3 separate regions of the Mus musculus genome follow, and regions 2 and 3 are each linked to region 1. Evidence: chromatin contacts called from public Hi-C and Micro-C data. All regions are on one chromosome and are shown on one strand. Each heading gives the region's core, a stretch centred on a gene start, on an enhancer-like site or on the middle of the called end of the contact. The rest is flanking DNA. Distances are from core to core; before and after follow the strand shown. Region 1 holds the start of Zbed3 (zinc finger, BED type containing 3). Region 2 holds the start of Polk (polymerase (DNA directed), kappa). Region 3 holds the start of Hexb (hexosaminidase B).

Evidence for each region. Hi-C and Micro-C count contacts between places; a contact is called where the count stands out from the background.
Region 2: a contact with region 1 is called in a Micro-C map of embryonic stem cells, with 4 times the contacts expected there. The contact joins the promoter of Polk here to the promoter of Zbed3 in region 1. A contact is called at or near these places in 2 of 39 promoter capture datasets (liver and pre-B cells), 1 of 484 Hi-C or Micro-C datasets (embryonic stem cells) and 2 of 115 datasets of contacts at active chromatin or transcription factors (stem cell-derived neural progenitor cells and thymic regulatory T cells).
Region 3: a Hi-C map of B cells shows a contact between it and region 1, with 6 read pairs. The contact joins the promoter of Hexb here to the promoter of Zbed3 in region 1.

The regions. Positions count from the first base shown.
Region 1 is chr13:95,323,174-95,326,205 of GRCm38.p6, forward strand. Zbed3 (zinc finger, BED type containing 3) reads left to right here and starts at 1,652. Exons shown (of 2, transcript NM_028106.3): 1 at 1,652-2,171.
Region 2 is chr13:96,541,165-96,544,051 of GRCm38.p6, forward strand. Polk (polymerase (DNA directed), kappa) reads right to left here and starts at 1,415. Exons shown (of 15, transcript NM_012048.3): 1 at 1,163-1,415. Cert1 (ceramide transporter 1) reads left to right here and starts at 1,571. Exons shown (of 18, transcript NM_023420.2): 1 at 1,571-2,095. The coding sequence starts at 2,000.
Region 3 is chr13:97,196,861-97,199,629 of GRCm38.p6, forward strand. It overlaps Hexb (hexosaminidase B), which reads right to left and starts at 1,497. Exons shown (of 14, transcript NM_010422.2): 1 at 1,166-1,497. The coding sequence starts at 1,401.

The DNA.
Region 1 (3,032 bases), core at 402-2,901:
TATAAGACCTGCAAAGGGGCAAGCCAGACCAAAGCCCAGTGGAGGAAGAAGTGAGCAAGGTCCCACAAAGAGCCGATTGCAATTTACACCTGCAGGGAGAGGGAGAGAATAGTGAGATATTGTCTACCAACCCACACCAGGATGGGCCTCATGCTCACGGTAGTTGGCCAATACAAAACTGTCTCCATGTGTGATGACTATTCTTGGTTATCAACCTCACTGCATCTGAAACTAGCTAAAACCCCAAAATGAAAGGCACACCTGTGAGGGATTTTTACCTAATTTGAAGTGGGGAGATCCACTTCTAATCAGGAATCTTTGAGGTAAAAAGACACACCTTTAATCTTTTGAGCCAGAAAAACCCCACCCCTAATCTGGGCCACGCCTTCTGCTGGAAGCCTATATAAGGACACGGGAGAAGACAGCTTTTTGCTTTTTGCCACTGTACTCTGGCCTAACTGGCAAGTCCATCGCCAGCGGCGGCGGTTACTCCTGCAGGATTCCAGCTTCTATTGAAGACCAGCTGAGACACAACTACTAGATTCTTGGATTTTCCATTCATAGACAGCTACTGTTGGGTTAGCTGGACCACAGCCTGTAAGTCATTCTAAAACTTCCCCCTTTCTCTATATAAAGAGAGGAATTCGGTTTGTAAGTTCTGTTACTCTAGAGAATCCTTACACACTTTTTAAAATGTGTTTTCGTTCATTTGTTTGTTTGTTTTACTGGTTTGCTGGGTTACAAAAGAATATGATCAAAATATATTGTATGAAAACATTTAGGTCAATCTTGAAAGAGGGGAATCTAATAATCTCGCCATTGCAAAAGTATTCCTTTCGTGATACCCAACAAGATTTTTCTTTTCTCTGAAATTCTTGGCATAGAAGAAAGTCAACAAATAGGTCTATCAGGTGTGTGTGTGTTTAAGTGAGGAGGGTTATAATATTTCCACTGCAAAACACGTGCTCTGCATGAGCAAGGTGCTCCTCCCCAGCGCCACTTGAACCAAAGCAGTTAACATGGATTGTATTACCTACAAAAGAATTTCTTGGTTTTTTGGTTTTTTGTTTTTTTTTGTTTTTTTTACATTTATATCTTTTTGCTTATTGTCTTCTAGCAAGGCTTCGTGCCCATTGTTCATGTGACTTACTTTGACTAATAGAATGTGAGCAGAGCAGTATGTGGGCTGAAGAGATGATTGGGGTGGGGGGGCGGGGAGTCGGTTACCGCCGATCCATCGCCCTCTTCTGGATTCCACTGACACTGCACCCATGCATGCACAGACACCCACCACCACCACCACCACGCAAAAACACTAAATTAAAAAGCAACAAATTAGTGACTTTTGTTTTGTTTTTATGAATGAAGGGCAGAACGTGCCAGCTGTGCGTTAAGAGCTAACTGGTGCGTTCTTGAATTTGGCAAGTCACTTCCTTGCGACTATTTATAGATTAAAAATCTGTATGGTGGGAATATTTGAACGGCTGGAACAGCAAAACGCTACACAACAGGATTGCCCGTCAGCCTGCAAAGCCCCAAGGCTCTCGCCCGCACCTCAGCGGGCTGGTCTTGAAAAAGGTTTCTCTTTCCACCTGGAGCGTGGAATGCAGAAACCCGCCTTAGAACGCAGCCGCTAGCGGCTGATGTAACTGTAAATCACGCAGACGCTGTTAACTGAATATAATGAAGACAAAGGTAGTTCCCTGTGCTGGTGGTTTGGGTGGACACCTTTTCCTCCTAAGACCTTGATTGCAAGGACTTCTGACTAGTGCCATATCAGAGGCCTTAATCTGTAAGAATGCGAGCGAGCAGTGCGCCCAGCTGAGGATCTGGACCCGCTGAATCCAAGGGCTTGGAAGGTTAACGCGCAAACGTGCAGAGCCACGGTTAAAACGCTTTCAGCATCCCTGCGCTATTATTGCACCGTTTAAAAACCTCCGACAGATTTCAATTCGTTAAACTAGTTCTCCATCCGTTACTCTAAACTCCTCCCGGACCGGATGGTTTAGCAGCGGCGCCCCGGCGTCCAGACCACGCGTCACCGCCCCCCATGGACGCCCCGAGACGCGCAAATTGAGCGCTGTGTCTTTAAGGGGGAATCGGCCTTTTCCGTCCAGGACAAAATGTCTGCGAGGAGCCCGGAGGCGAGGGGCGACCATCGCGGCGTCCGGGTGAGCGTGGCTGGCTGGGGCTCGGTGGCGTGGCTTGGCTTGGCGGGAGCGACCGCAGGGACACCAGGGGCTGCAGTGATCTCAGGGGCCCGCGGGGACGTCCGGGATCGGAGAAACCGCGGGGTGGAGGGGTGCGGGGGACGCCACGCAGGACCTCGGGGACTTCGGGAGCCCCTAGGCCGTGGGATCCAGGGTCGCAGCCGCGGGGTCTGCAGGGGATGCCTACCACCCCAGGCTTGGCGGAGGGGCCCAGCCTGCGGGCTTCCGGAACCTTCTGGAGCGTCTCCGCTCTCTTTGGTTAACCAGCTCCGGGGGGTGGGGGGTGGGGAAGAGGGGGAACTGTCCCCGTAAAGTTGCCTCGGTGGAGAGTGACTTTGAGCCTCATGCGCTAATTGCGACTTGGTTAATGTTTCCCACCTGTGTGTGTGTGTGGAGGGGGGGGGGGGGGCTGTAAGAAAACCGGTGTAAACCAGAGTAAACCAGAATCTCCTCCTCCACTGGACACAAAAGAGTTTCCTGATCCGGGCCTGGCTCACTGGAGCCTTTGGTTGTGCAAGCCTTCTGTGGCCGGCTTAAAGCTTTACTAAAAAGAATAGGATTTTCCTTCATTGGAAAAAAAGTACCTGCCATTGCTGAGCTCCAAAGGTGTTTAGAACAGCTGTTGAATAGTTTCGTGAGTTGAGATAATTAGTGGTGTTCTGAATTTTTTATTTTATTTTTTTTTTTAAGACGGGGTCTGTTTCCTTGGGTGACCTGAAACTTGCCTGTGTAGACCAGGCTGACCTGGATCTTACAGAGACTACCTGCCTCTGCCTCCCAAGGGCTTGGATTAAATTCATGGGATTAAATTCCTGGTGATTC
Region 2 (2,887 bases), core at 165-2,664, 1.2 Mb after region 1:
ATTGCATTGTGAGGTGAGTTCCTCAATATTTACAACCACTTTCTTTAAGAGCAGTGATTCTAAAACCTAGCACAAGAATCAGAAATTCTATTCATATCTGACTTAGTAAGCAAAGCAAACTATCTAAATGCATACTCTTGTAATTTACAAAGTGGTTTGCCCTCTTCTCTCTCTCTCTCTCTCTCTCTCTCTGTGTGTGTGTGTGTGTGTGTGTACATATATCTCCTTGGGCTATGTTTTAACACCCTGATAAGGTATTCTTAAAATCTTTATCTCTTAAGGTTTTATTCATTTGAATATCTTTCAGTTATGTTTGTCATGATTTTACGATGGAAAATCATTTGTATCTGACATACAGTAGACTTAGATTCTACTGCATTTAGTCTCCAGGAATGCTTCTACACAAGAACTTCTCAGGGCTACTTCCTGTCATGTGGAGTGTAGGACTCTTCGATTGCTCCCAGAGTTTTTGTTTGTTTTGTTTGTTTGTTTTTTCTTAGTCATTGTGCCTTAACACCCCACCCTACCCCCAAACACTCAAAATTTCTTACTTTTCCATCTGGGTAGCAGGTAGAAATTCTTTCTGCAGTTAAATAAGGAATTTCAAAGTTGGAAATGATCAGGAATTTGATAGCTACCTATTGCCTAATTCCTTATTATTTAGTAAAACTCGCATTTTGATCTTAATGATAGAAAGTTTCTATCCAAGTTATCCTGTCTTCCGGGGAGGAAAAAGATGGTTAACATGGGTCTCCGGGGAGATACTTGTTCACAACTAAGAGAAAACTTCAGGATATAATATGACCCTAATTTCCTTTTTAAGAAGTTCTTTAAACGTTATTTGTTCTCTGACAACCTCAACATTAATTGCACGAGATAAAAATTCTATAAATTAACAGTGAGAAAATAGTCTGAAGGAATTCTTCCTCCAACAGCAGTAAACGTCAAATATTAAGTCTACTTCCGAAGACATAGACAGTAGTCCTTCGGAATTAACAGTGACGGTTTTAGAGAGGAAGCAAATCTTCAGTTTGCGACTGGAGAGATCATAAACTCCTAACCTGAGTGAAGCGACGGAGTCCCTATCATTTTTGCCCAGGCAAGTTGCAAAGATGTTCCCGGGCTTTCCGGAAAGCAGCGTCGCACAGCCCACCATCCTCACCTGAGGGTTCTCACGTCCCGGCTCGCTGGCTCGTCACAAACACGCAAGGCAGAATCGGAAGCCAGGCTGGACGGAAAGGGGCACGCAACTCTCAAAAGAAGCCCACTTGCCTTCAGAAGGTTCCCCTAGGCAACCAGCCTTTAGGCGCGCCCAGGACACACACCAGTTGCCTAGGATTGCGACTACAACTCCCAGGAGGCTGCGCGGCGGACGGAGCGCCAGCCTTCCCAGAATGCAGCGCAGCGGCTTCCCTGTTCAGCTTTCTCCTCTCCCGGCTCCGCCTCCTTCCCTACCCGTCGTCACCCGGGAGGGCCGGAGGTAGGGAGCGTCGCGAGCCGCCGGGAGGGGCCCGGGGCGGGGTGGAGGGAGGATGGGAGGACGGAGGGGAGGGAGCTGAGAGAGGAGGGAGGGTAAATAGTGGACCCGGCAGGAAGATGGCGGCTGTAGCGGAGGTGTGAGTGAGTGGATCTGGGTCTCTGCCGTTGGCTTGGCTCTTCCCGTCTTCCTCCCCTCCTCCCTCCCTGACTGAGGTTGGCATCTAGGGGGCCGAGTTCAGGTGGCGGCGCCGGGCGCAGCGCAGGGGTCACGGCCACGGCGGCTGACGGCTGGAAGGGCAGGCTTTCTTCGCCGCTCGTCCTCCTTCCCCGGTCCGCTCGGTGTCAGGCGCGGCGGCGGCGGCGCGGCGGGCGCGCTTCGTCCCTCTTCCTGTTCCCTCACTCCCCGGAGCGGGCTCTCTTGGCGGTGCCATCCCCCGACCCTTCACCCCAGGGACTAGGCGCCTGCACTGGCGCAGCTCGCGGAGCGGGGGCCGGTCTCCTGCTCGGCTGTCGCGTCTCCATGTCGGATAACCAGAGCTGGAACTCGTCGGGCTCGGAGGAGGATCCGGAGACGGAGTCCGGGCCGCCTGTGGAGCGCTGCGGGGTCCTCAGCAAGGTGAGCTGCCCCGCGGGGACCGTGGATCCGCTGCCGGGACTCACCTGCCGCGAGGCGAGGGGGAGCCGCTCGGGACCTGGGGTGGGGCTGGACTGGAGGCACCGACTGTCCCGGGGCGGGGGCTGCGGAATGTGCTGGGGTGCGGGGCCGAAAGGTCGTCTTGGAATGAGTGCCTGGCCAGGGATGGGATAGGAGGTGCTTGGGACTGTCCTTACCGCTAGCCCCCCAATTCCTGGATCCTGTCAGCTTTGGCGGAGGACCTTGGAAAGCTTGTATTAAATCCGTGATCTAGTTCGGGAGGCAAGGTGCATCTGGTAACTTGGAACCCAAGGCCGCAGCTGTCTGGGGTGTAGGAATCTGGGTTGGGCAACCCGTGGTGTCTGAAGAAGTGCTGGGCAGGAGGGCGGTGAAATCGACCTTTCAGACTGTATTTTGGAGGCCCCTACCAGAATGGGGGCAGGTGCTGTTCGGCTCTTAATTGGTGTAACTTAGGCAAACCAGTTGACTGGGTTTGGCCTTGAAATCTGAGATAGTAAACTTTGAGGTGTGAGTGATCTTTGGTGTAGGAAGCGTGTGCGGCACTTTTGTACCTTACCCCCTCCTTGTCCAAGTTCAGAAAAGAGCTATTGAATTGGCAAGCTGTGGATAAGAAATATTAATAGTAAGTTGGAACGTGTCAGAAGGAAGACCGACCTTTAGTTCAGGAAAAGGAGCGTTATTTAGTAATGCAGTATTTGTACAGAAAGGAAAGACATTTTTTGTTTTGTTTTGCCTCTGTACTTTTAAAAGCAC
Region 3 (2,769 bases), core at 247-2,746, 1.9 Mb after region 1:
GCCCAGGTCTCAAATCGAGAGGGCAGAGGGGGGATCCCATTCAAATACCGTCCCAAATACAATCTACCCTGCAACCAATAAGGTTAGCACAGCCCCTGTTCTTGGCAAGGGTGCCTACCTATGGCTGGCACTCTGTGCCCAGAGAATGCCCGGCTTGACAGTTAAGTGCTAAATGAGGCAAGGGTTTTTAGGAAACCTATTAGAGAGGAAGACAGAGCAACTACTGCCAAGTGTTGGGAAAACAAGAAGAAAAGCAGATGTTACTTAAGAGCCACTTGAAAGGCCATTTGGAAAGACTAACATTTGAATACCTAACATTATTAGGTATGGAACATAGCTCGGAAGGGGGAGGTCTCCTATAAAGTTTCAACTTAAGGTTTCCCCCATTCCCCTGACTACCACCCCAGAGCTCAGAGGTTTAGAACTCTTACTCTCTTACAGAGGACCCAGGTTCGGCTCTCAGCACCCGCATTAGGGGCTCACTCCAAAATTTCATGCCCTGGGCATCTGCAGGTATCTCCACACATGCGGTACACATAAATTCATGCAGTCATATACACTTAACGAAAAAAAAACTGAAGAGACTAAAGATATCTGAATTGTTGCCACATACGGAGCTGAAAGCGACACTGGGGATACCTAGGGCCCTTAAAAGATCCGTATCTAAGGATGCACTCAGAGGAGGTTCACTCTGCAGGCTAGGACCTTGTTCCCTCCCTATCTTTGGAGTCATCTCAACTGCCCATCTGAGGCCCAACAAACTGACTCCAGCAGAGTCACGGGTTCCATTGTTATTCTGTTTTGTTTTGGTTTTTGGAGACAGGGTTTCTCTGTATAGCCCTGGCTGTCCTGGAACTCACTCTGTAGACCAGGTTGGCCTCGAACTCAGAAATCCACCTGCCTCTGCCTCCCGAGTGCTGGGATTAAAGGCGTGCGCCACCACGCCCGGCCGTTGTTATTCGGAACCCATCCTAAGTAGGGTCCCTGAGCACCTAGGGCGCGAAAGAAGAAGCATGAACAGGTCAAGTCTTGGGCTTCAGTCTGCAAAGTTTGGACCTAAGTTAGACTGGCTAGTCATGCTGTCTTCCAGTCCTGTGAGACCCAAGTAGCCCGGCGATCCTTCTCTGTGCCCAAGGTCCCCTCCCCGCTGGGTGGGGCTGCTCACCGCCGAAACGCCTCCTGTAGCAGCGAGCAGGAAGGGCCCGCTGTGGAATTGGGACTGTGGTCGATGCTGAAGTCCTCCGCGGAGATGTACAACAGCCGCGGGAACATCTGCACCGAGCGCGGGAAGGGCCATAGCGCAGGTTGCAGTCGGGCCGGGGCCACTAGGGCCAGCGACACTAGCGACACCAGCGCCTGCAGCAGCAGCAGCCCGGGGGCGCTACGCGGGGACTGCGGCATGACTGCTCCGCGAGTCTGGCTAGGCAGTCTTTGGACCAACCTTCCAGTCTGGGTCGCTGGGAAGAAAGCATCCGTGCCCGGGTCACCAAGTCAGATGACCGAGCTCCCCGCCCGGGCTCCGCCTCCGAGAGGGGATTGGCCCGGAAATTGGGGGCAGGCTCGGTGCAGAGGCGGTCGCGCTCTAGCCGGGATGCTGGGGTGTGGCTCACGCCTGTCACGCCTGAGGAACTTGTTTGTGCAGCCCACTGACAGGCAAGACCTGTCTCTTCCTCCACTCTTCAGGTAGTGTTTTTGTCACTAAATCTGACGGTGGTGGACTCTGATTGATAAAACCTCCCGAGTCAGAATTCCCAGGAGTTGACTTTGGAAGTAATGGGAGGTTAAAATTTATGCATGGAAAAAAAAATAGATAGGGGGAGCATTTAAAACTTGGGATAGACGCGATGGACTACATAAATATTAAAGTGATACAAAGAGAATATTTCTGTAGTGGAGATTAATGTCGATGTATAGTTTTCCAAGGACCTTTATAACGATTAGCTAGGGCGAACGTGCATATGTGTAATCAGAGATTACAGTATGTCTAATCACAGGAAGGCAACTTAGTAAGTAAATAGATGCTAGAAGATTGCTGGAGAGATGGCTCAGCAGTTAAGAACTCTGTTCTCAAAAAGAACCGGGGGGGGGGGTCAATTTCCAGCACCCACTTGGTGGCTCACAACTGCCAATAACTCCAGTCCCAGGGAATACTTCACCCTTCTGGCCTCTGAGGTTACCAGGCACGCATGTGGTACACAGATGTACATACAGATAAAACACCCATACACATTGTGGGGGCTATTCCCGGTTGTCATCTTGTCTATATCTGGAATGAACTACAATCTAGAATTAGAGGGCTCACCTGTGATCCAGATCTTGAGGCTGGGAGACACAAGATTCTGACCTAGATCTTGACACAGAGATCTTGAGACATAGTGGCCATGAAAAGCTTAGGCCCAGGCTAGGTAGGACACACCTTTAATCCCAGGAGAATGAGGCAAGGAGAGCTTTGAGTTCAAGGTCAGCCTGGAACAAAGCAAGTCCCAGATCCAAGCCTGTTGGTATTTACCTTATAATCTGGGCCACACCTTCTGCTGAGGCCTACATAAGGACTTTGGAAGAAGGAGGATTCATTCTTCGCCTGCTTGCACTTAGTTGCCAACACATCTGTTAGAACCTACTTCTGCAGAAGACCAGCTGAAACAATGAGCCTCGTGGGCCTGAGCAGCTACTAGACTCTTGGACTTCCTATTCACAGCTGACCATTGTTGGGTTAGTTGGACTACAGGCTGTAAGTCATCACAGTAAATTCCCTTAATATTTGGAGAC